Linked DNA regions of Mus musculus: region 1 is linked to region 2. Evidence: chromatin contacts called from public Hi-C data. All regions are on one chromosome and are shown on one strand. Each heading gives the region's core, a stretch centred on a gene start, on an enhancer-like site or on the middle of the called end of the contact. The rest is flanking DNA. Distances are from core to core; before and after follow the strand shown.

Region 1 (3,978 bases), core at 244-2,743, 360 kb before region 2:
ATGAATAAAGCCTATGGTTTGTCTTCTGCTTCAGGGCTCAGATGACTCGGGCACGCATGATGAGGGAATAGTCTTCTGCTGTTGGTACCAGGAGCACAGAGAATCAATCTCCTGCCATCTGGACCTCTCAGGCTCCTGCCCTAAGCCACCCTCATCCCACAGAGTCTGTGTAATAATACTCACCAAAAAGTCTTCCTCACAGAATACTTTGCCATTGACAAAATAGAAGGCCTTTCCTCTTAACTTCCTGCCTGAAGTAAAAACAGGAAGGTGGGGGTAAAAGGAAAAAGGTTAATATTTAACACGATAGCTTTAACGAAAGAGGCCCTAACTGTAACCACACATAGGAAAAGCCAACTGTGAATGATATTACTGAAGGATGATATTACACGGGTGTGGTGCTGGACACCTATAATCCTAGCATTTGAAGCCAAAGCCAAGAGGATCACCACAAGTTAGAGCCCAGCCTAGGCTACATAGTCGGGGACAGTGTAGCTGTTAGCAAGAAAACAGATCAAGTCCAGGAAGAAGGTCCCCTGGCTGGTGCTGTTTAACAGAGAGACTTGAAGCTAACCTGAGATTCACCATACATATCCTTCCAGGACTTCCTTGCTGCTTACAAAAATGTCTGTAAACCTCTGTGACAGGCTAGAGGAGGCACACACCCGCGCAGGGCTCTGACAGTAGTCTCTCCTGTGGCACTAAGGATAGTCGTTACCATGACAACCTACCAGAATGCTATAAAACAGTAACTACAGAAAGCCACAAGGGAAGGATGAGCTGTTTTTTCTTTTGATGTAAATGATGTGGTCTGGACTATGGGACTTCAAACCATGAACCCTTAGATTAGACTTCTGATTCTATAAGGGTGAAACACTGATTAGAAAAACATCCACAGTGTGGCGGAAGATGATGTTAGGCCCAGCACTCAGTAGGCAGGGGCAGATAGATCTCTGTGAACTTGAGGTCAGCTTGGTCACAAAGCAAGTTCCAGGATAGCCAAGGCTGTTACCCAGAGAAAACCTATCTCAAACACACAAAGAAAGAGAGAAAGAGAGAAAGAGAGAGAGAGAAAGGAGAGGAGAGGAGAGGAGAGGAGAGGAGAGGAGAGGAGAGGAGAGGAGAGGAGAGGAGAGGAGAAGAAAAAGGGAAAAAGGGAAAAAGGGAAAAAGGGAAAAAAGGGAAAGAGGGAAAGGGAAAAGGGAAAGGGAGAAAGGGAAAGGGAAAGGGAGAAAAAGGGAAAGGGAAAGGGGAAAGGGAAAAAAGGAAAAAAGGGAAAAAGGGAAAAGGGGAAAAAGGGAAAAAGAAAAAAGGGGGAAAAGGGAAAAAGAAGGGGAAAAGGGAAAAAGGGAAAAAAGGGAAAAGGGAAAAGAGGGGAAAAGGGAAAGGGAAAAAAGAAAAGAGAGAAAAGAAAATCATCCTTAATCAACATCTTTTGTCACAAATGTGTGAAGATTCAGGACATATGCTTATGCAAGTTCAAACACAGCACTTCCATTGGACATGCAGATGAGGCTCTACAGTGCTGAGGACTCCACGTACTTCTGGTACCCAACTGCACACAACCCATAGTCCCCTGGAAGTCCCAAAAGCCTAATGAATTCTTGGCATTGGATGAAGTCAAGATCCTGGGGCCAAGGACCTAACCTGACAGTAAACTCACCAATGTCACAAGGCCTGTCATCCCAGCACTTAAAAGGCTAAGGAAAGAAGAGGAGGAGGAAGAGGAGGAAGAGGAGGAGGAGGATTACGAGTTCAAAGGAGAAGCTGAAGAAGTCTGTTACATCATCTTCACAATAATGTTGTTACTAATAGCAACCTAATATCTATCAGATAAGAGATGTCAATTCTCCTGCAATCAAGGGAATGTAAATTAGAACCACAATAAAATCCTATCTGCATCTCACAAATTGGCAAAGTAGTAAATTTGGTTGGGTATGGCGAAACAATACTTGTGATTCCAGCACTCAGGATATTGGGGTTTGGTTTTTTTGCTTATATTTTAATGCTAAATACTGACCCCCAAGTCATGGTTGCCAATTGATACTATGTAACCTCCCCCCCCCCCCTCCGCAAGTTATCCCTGATTGCTGAATAAATACAGCCAATAGCTGGGCAGAAGAGAGATAGGCAGGGTTTTGGGTTTTGGGTTTCAAGGCTTGGGGTATGAGAAGGGGGGGCGGGGAGGAGAAGAGGCCTTGGGGTAAGAATTTTAAAATAACAGCCATGTGGGCTGGCTAATTGGAGTTAAGAGCAGCCCAGATGAAACATGGCAAATGATATATTGGGATTGTTAGCGGGGAAATAGACATAACAGCATAGAGGATAGATATCTGCCTGGTTCTTATGCTGATTATTATAAATACAAAGGTGGTGTGTATCTTTTATCAGGAAACTAAATGGTCAAAAGGAGAGGTAGAAACCCCAGATTGGGATTAAAAATATTTAACACAGGAGGCAGAGGCAGAAGGATCAGTAGTTTGTTCAAATTTAGCCTGAGCTACCCAGCAAAATCTTTAAAAACAAAAACAAACAAACAAAAAGCCCACAAAATTACAACAAAAAAAAAAAAAAAAGGAAAAAAAAATGTTCCAAGACAGGTCACTCCATGTAGCCCTGGCTAGCCTGAAACTTAATTTATAGACAAGGTTAGTCTCCAGCTCACAGAGATTGTCCAGCCTCTGCTTCCTGAGGTGCTGGGACTAAAGGAGTGGATCAACATACCTAGCAACAAAAGAAACTTTACTAAATCAGGTGACCACTGGAGGAGTGCCAAAGAAGTAGCCACCTTAGGAGTCATCTGTGAGGAGCCACAGCTACTACTATCCATGTGCAAAAGCACTGCGTGGTCTACAGATAAAACAGAAGCATCTTCAATGCCCTGGCGATAGAAGAGCTGGTAAACTAGATTAATATTCAACGGTATACATTGACCAAAGCTAAAGTGCTGGGTCTATCTACATCATTAACTAAACATTAATTAAACATGTCTAGAATTTGACATCCGTCCTTCTATCAAGTCACATACCTATCACTGAGTTTTGGTCCAATCTCTATGGAGCACCCACATTTCCCTGATTTGTCTTCAGACTTCCCAGAGGATGATGAACCAGTTAGAGATAGAACCAAAAATCCTAGGGGCTGTGGTTGAAGGCAGAGCACTAGAGGGAGCAAGGGTGCCACCAGGAAACAGGACTTCATTTCATGTGTAAAAAACACCAGCTCTGCTCCCAGGAGTCTGGTCTAGGAAGTGATAAAGACCCAGAGCTAGAAACCAATGCTTTGCTTTTCTAGGAATAGAGAAGCTGTGGAGATGGCACCGCTGTAACCATGGGGTTCCCACCCAGCCACTTTGTTCCCAGAAATAAGGCTGAATTATTATGAATAACTGCCCAAGTCAAAAGGTAGGGCTTAGTCCTCAACTAGCCTATAACTTATTTATCCTGTTTATTATTCTACTCTGTGAATGCCACATGGCTGGTTACCTCTTCTCAGGTTTATGTGACCATCTTTTCCAGAGTTTGATATGAATCTTTCCCAGAATTCCTGTCTCTCTCTGTCTCTCTGTCTCTGTCTCTTTCTCTGTCTCTGTTTCTCTACCAGATGTTCCACCTTCTAATCCTGCCTCAGCTCATAGCCTTCTTATTGAAAGTGATTCTATTTATACTCAGCAGTTAAGAAATCTTCATGCTCTAAGAGAGGACCTAGGTTCTGTTCCCAGGACACACATGACAAGTCACAGCCAGCATTGACTCTAGTTCAGGGGCTCTAACGCCCTCTTCTGGCCTCCATGTGTACCATGTGTGAAGGTGGTACACACAAAGCATTTGACCAAATATCCATACACATTTAAAAAATAAATCTTAATAGAAAAGAATAGCTCTATTCTAAAACCTACAAAGACCATCATTATGCAAAAGTATTAAATCTCCCATGGTGCAAGCAAACACACATGGAGGTGGGGGTTGCTCCCCTGTA
Region 2 (4,242 bases), core at 1,149-3,648:
ACACAGACTTGCATGTACAAAACCCAGTGGTCCAGTGATCATCAAGTGTGGGGAAAGTCACACCCAGAGGACAAGAGCAGAGCAGATAGGGCTGGAGCCAGCAACCAGGTCACTCTGAGCCTCAGCTTCAGGGTTCCATGGGAGCCATCTGGGACCAGTGCATGAGTGTGGCCATTACGGAAGACTGACCCCTGCTATGATCCTCCCCTTCCACACATGACATGATCTACAAGACTGATGAGAACCCGAGAAACTGGCAATCATTTTTCACATTCAGAAATTGTTTGCTTTGGACGAGTATCCCTCACATGGCATGCCCTGGTGGCAATGCTGGCAATGAACCATACAGGGTATTCAGCCCTCCTATTTTAAAATGAGCATTTTTGTAGACAATTATATTCATCTGACTTAAGAAATCAAAACAGCCTGGCAAAGTGGCGCACACTTTTAATCCCAGCACTTGGGAGGCAGAGGCAGGCAAATTTCTGAGTTTGAGGCCAGCCTGGTCTACAGAGTGAGTCCAGGACAGCCAGGGCTACACAGAGAAATCCTGTCTCGAAAAATAAAAAAATTAAAAAATTAAAAAAAAAAAAAGAAAGAAAGAAAGAAATCAAAACAACCCTTAAAATCTCTTTTCCAATCCAGACTGTTCCCTGCAGAAGTCATCTCTGTTACATTTGGGATCTTTCTGGAATAGTTCTCCACACACACAACAGACATTTACTTTTAGTCAGTCCATTCAAATTTTCTAAATAATCACTGATATATGTTAGTTGTTCAGGCTATCAGGATTCATCTCCAAACTTGTATGGCTATGATAAATCCCTTTGTCGAGGGGCTGATAATATAGTATCCATTCTGTTTTGAATTTTATTCACATTGTAAACTCAGTCTTCAGTATTTTGGTTTTGCCTATTTTTAAGACAGAGTCTCCCTGTACAGCCTTGCCTGGCCTGGAACCCCTAGGCTGGACTCAAACTCACAGATATCCACCTGCCTGCCTCCAGAGTCCTGAGTTTAAAGGTGTCCACCACCACACCCAGCGCTTTATCTTGTTCGTTTGTTTGTTTAAAGTTCTGAAGACAGAACCAGGAAGTCACACTATAGGCAGCTTGCACATTAGAGCACAGCAGGAAGGAAGCGGCTTAACTCTAATGCTGGAGTTTTGTTTTGTTACTTTTTTTTTTTTTTTTTTGAGATGGGTTCTGTAGCCTTGGTTGGTCTCAAATTTGCTATACAGTTGAAGATAACCTTAAATTATAATTCTCCTGCCTCCACTTCCAGAGTGCTGTGGTTAAAGTGTTTCCCTTCACTCTGGATTTTATGTAAATTCTGAATCAAACTCAGTTTCTTGCAGCCACTGGGCAAGCAAGCACCCTACCGCTGGATTCTGCCTGCTCTTTGCTGTAGCCTTGTGTTCCAAGATGCTGATTTGTATAGTTCACTGTGGAGGCTCAGAGGGCCTGTAAATTTCTTCACACCCTCCCCTCTCTTTGGCTGGGTTCTAGGGCCCCATCTCTCTGACTCTTCCTGCCATCCTCCAAAGTCCTGTAGGGTGACAGCCTCAGTCATTACCAGAACGTTCCCCACCCATCCCAGGATGACCTCACTGCTGACAGGACTATGGAGGTAGGTCTTGCAGCCTCAACTTTTCAGAGGAGAGCAGAGATGCTCTGAGCTCATCTGAGGGAACAAGGCTGACACCCCATGGAAGTAAAAGTCCATCTCCCCCCATTCCCCCTCTGAGTTTGTCTCTGGAGGACTTTAAATATATTATTAAATGTTGTCTGCAAGTCTTTGAGCAAATTCCACCCTCCTGGGCTCACAGTTGAGGAAACCCAGTCTGGTGCTCCCTGTTGGGAACTGTCCATCTCCAAGCCGGAGGTTTGATTTCTCTAACGTGTTGGGTGCCAGAGGAGGAGCAGATGTTAGTTTACAAAACCTAGTAAGATTATTCTCTGTTCTAAGAGTCAGGGACTCGAATCTCTGACAGCCATCCTTGCTATGAGAAATCCCCAAGCTCCAGGGGTCTCTCACCAAAGGTCCCAGAAGGACTCACCAACATCAGATATGGAGGGAGGATCATGAGGTAACCAGGAGGGTAGCTGCCCCCAGACTGTGACTGCTCCCCAGAAGATAAAGGAAAAAGCTGCTCCTAGGGCATTGGGAGGGACAGCTGCCCCCTTCTTACCTTTCTTGGCATTTGCAGCCTTCTTGGCCTTGGGAGTGGGTGACTCTGCAATGACCTGGGACAGGAAGGAGAAGAGGCAGAAGAGCAGGTAGGTGCCCCAAAATCCCATACTGCTGCTGCTGCCTGGGTCAGAAAGCAGTGGCCACTGCAGCCTGGGCTACACGTCTTAAGGCTGTGGACACAAGGACCTCAGCCTGGGAAACCCTCCCAAAACTTGGCTGAAGACATGTAAAAAAGAAAGAGAGAGAGAAAAAAAAAGTGAAGCAAGCCTGCCAAAGGAGAAAGGCTTGGGAGCCATAGCTACACTGCTGTGGACAAACACCCAGCAGCCTGGCCAGGCTCCGAGAAAGTCAGCATTTCAAAGGATTCTGACAGATAGCCAAAAGCTGTCATTGTTCAATCCATCCAGTGATCATCTCTCGCAGGAGCCAGATTGGGCCTAACATTGGCTTAATGAGTCTCTGCACCCACAGAATTGCCCTTTCCCATTTTGTTGAGGGAACTGGGGGTCCTTCCTCACATTTTTTCCCTCAAAAATCTGTCCTGAAGCCATAAGAGAGACAGAGCAAAAGAGGGGACCAGAGCAGAGAAGGGACCCAAAAGGCCTTAGAGCAGAGGTGCCAGAGAGGGAACCAGGGTGATGTCTCCTGGATGTGCAGTGAGGGGTATCAAAGCTCTGCAGGACAGAGGGAGGCATAGCCAGGAAAGTGGAGGTCCTGCAACAGTGCTGGATTCCAAGCATGGGAAGGAGGAACCCTGTAAGCAGGGGAGTGATGGCCAAGACCACAGGAACACCGATGGCATAAGCAGACCCTAGTAAAACAGTGGGCTTAAAAGCAGGGTTATCGGTGGGCCCCTGTGAATGTGAACATATCCAGAGAAATCCATATGTGTAGTCAACATAAGAATGCAGAAACATCTGACTCCCAGCTGTCCCTGAAAGGATCTTACTGCTACAAGCCATCCAAAGCCTTGAGTCCTCCTGGCATGTAAGTACAGAATGCAACATTCTACTCAAGGATTCAGAGCATGGCAGAGAGATGCTGGGTCCAAGGCTGGGGCAGGAAATGAACCCAAATTGTGAGAGACCAAACTGTGGGAAACTAAGTCCCGCCAGTAACTCTCACCCTAAAGATCCACTGACCCTTTGAAGGGAATTATGTCACCCCCTCCTTCATTGCCTCCACCTGGCACCTGAGACTGCCAGCTTCACTCCCTCCTTCACTTGGCACCTAGAACTGCTTAGATTAAGGCAGCTTCACCTTCTCCTCCATGTCTCCGTTTGGTGCCCAGGACTGTTTTAGGGCTGACATTCCAAGATAAGCTGCAAGAAGCCTGTAATCAGCATCCGCCCCAGATGTCCATCCCTTTCTCTGTATTTTATTATGCCCCTTCCTATTTTCTCTCACTGTGTGCTTATAATCAGGCTCCTAGCCTTCATTAAACAGACCTTGACAACTCTTTGCTTGGTCTTGCTTCCCTTTCTCCGCTCATTTCGTCTTTCAGGCCCTGGTCCTTCTCGACCCATGGAATAACTAAGTCCTGCTGGACGGGACACCAAATGTGTCTCACTGCCAGGAATCAAGCATACTTAAGAATGCTTAGGACCCATCAGTGGGAACAGCCAGCCTGAAGGAGTTCCTAAGGTGTGAACTCACCAGTGTTGGAGATTCTGCAGAATGGGAGCTCTCACACTACCATCAGCACCAGGCTGGAGGAGATGAACACATAATATAGCTCCACATATAATTCTGGAAAGGACCCTTGGATACAATTGATGGGATGTAAGGCACACAGGGCAGAGCTACGTCCTGTCCCAGTTCCAGTGGGGATGCTACAATGTATGACCACGTCTTCACCTTTAGGCAGCAAGGTGGCTCAGATGGACCACTTAGTCAAAAATGGCTTTTGGAAATAAGGTCCTTTGTAGAGTAGTTGGAATTTTCTGTGAATATGACCTTTTAAAAAGCAAAATGCAGGGATGGAGGTGTAGCTCAGTAGTAGGGTAGAGTGCTTGCCTAGCATGCAAGAAACCCTGGTTTTGAGCTGAG

The links. Hi-C and Micro-C count contacts between places; a contact is called where the count stands out from the background.
Region 1: a contact with region 2 is called in a Hi-C map of cortical neurons, with 3 times the contacts expected there. The contact joins the enhancer-like site here to the promoter of Clec3b in region 2. A contact is called at or near these places in 14 of 39 promoter capture datasets (the 3T3-L1 cell line, cranial neural crest, embryonic stem cells and 7 more), 26 of 484 Hi-C or Micro-C datasets (the AML12 cell line, the AtT-20 cell line, the C2C12 cell line and 16 more), 7 of 115 datasets of contacts at active chromatin or transcription factors (effector CD8 T cells, embryonic basal ganglia, embryonic hindbrain and 2 more) and 2 of 9 other capture datasets (adipose tissue and embryonic stem cells).

Annotation. Positions count from the first base shown.
Region 1 is chr9:123,506,781-123,510,758 of GRCm38.p6, reverse strand. It overlaps Limd1 (LIM domains containing 1), which reads right to left. Exons shown (of 8, transcript NM_013860.2): 3 at 184-251. Among named protein-coding and RNA genes, the nearest start is that of n-TRacg2, 21 kb to the left of the region's middle. Within about 2 kb of position 1,493, at least 115 of the 459 cell types and tissues checked have an H3K27ac peak or open chromatin away from gene starts, as enhancers often do. A contact at or near this core is called in the G1E-ER4 cell line, adipose tissue, cortical neurons and 4 more, where this site is marked.
Region 2 is chr9:123,149,102-123,153,343 of GRCm38.p6, reverse strand. It overlaps Clec3b (C-type lectin domain family 3, member b), which reads right to left and starts at 2,398. Exons shown (of 3, transcript NM_011606.2): 1 at 2,192-2,398. The coding sequence starts at 2,300.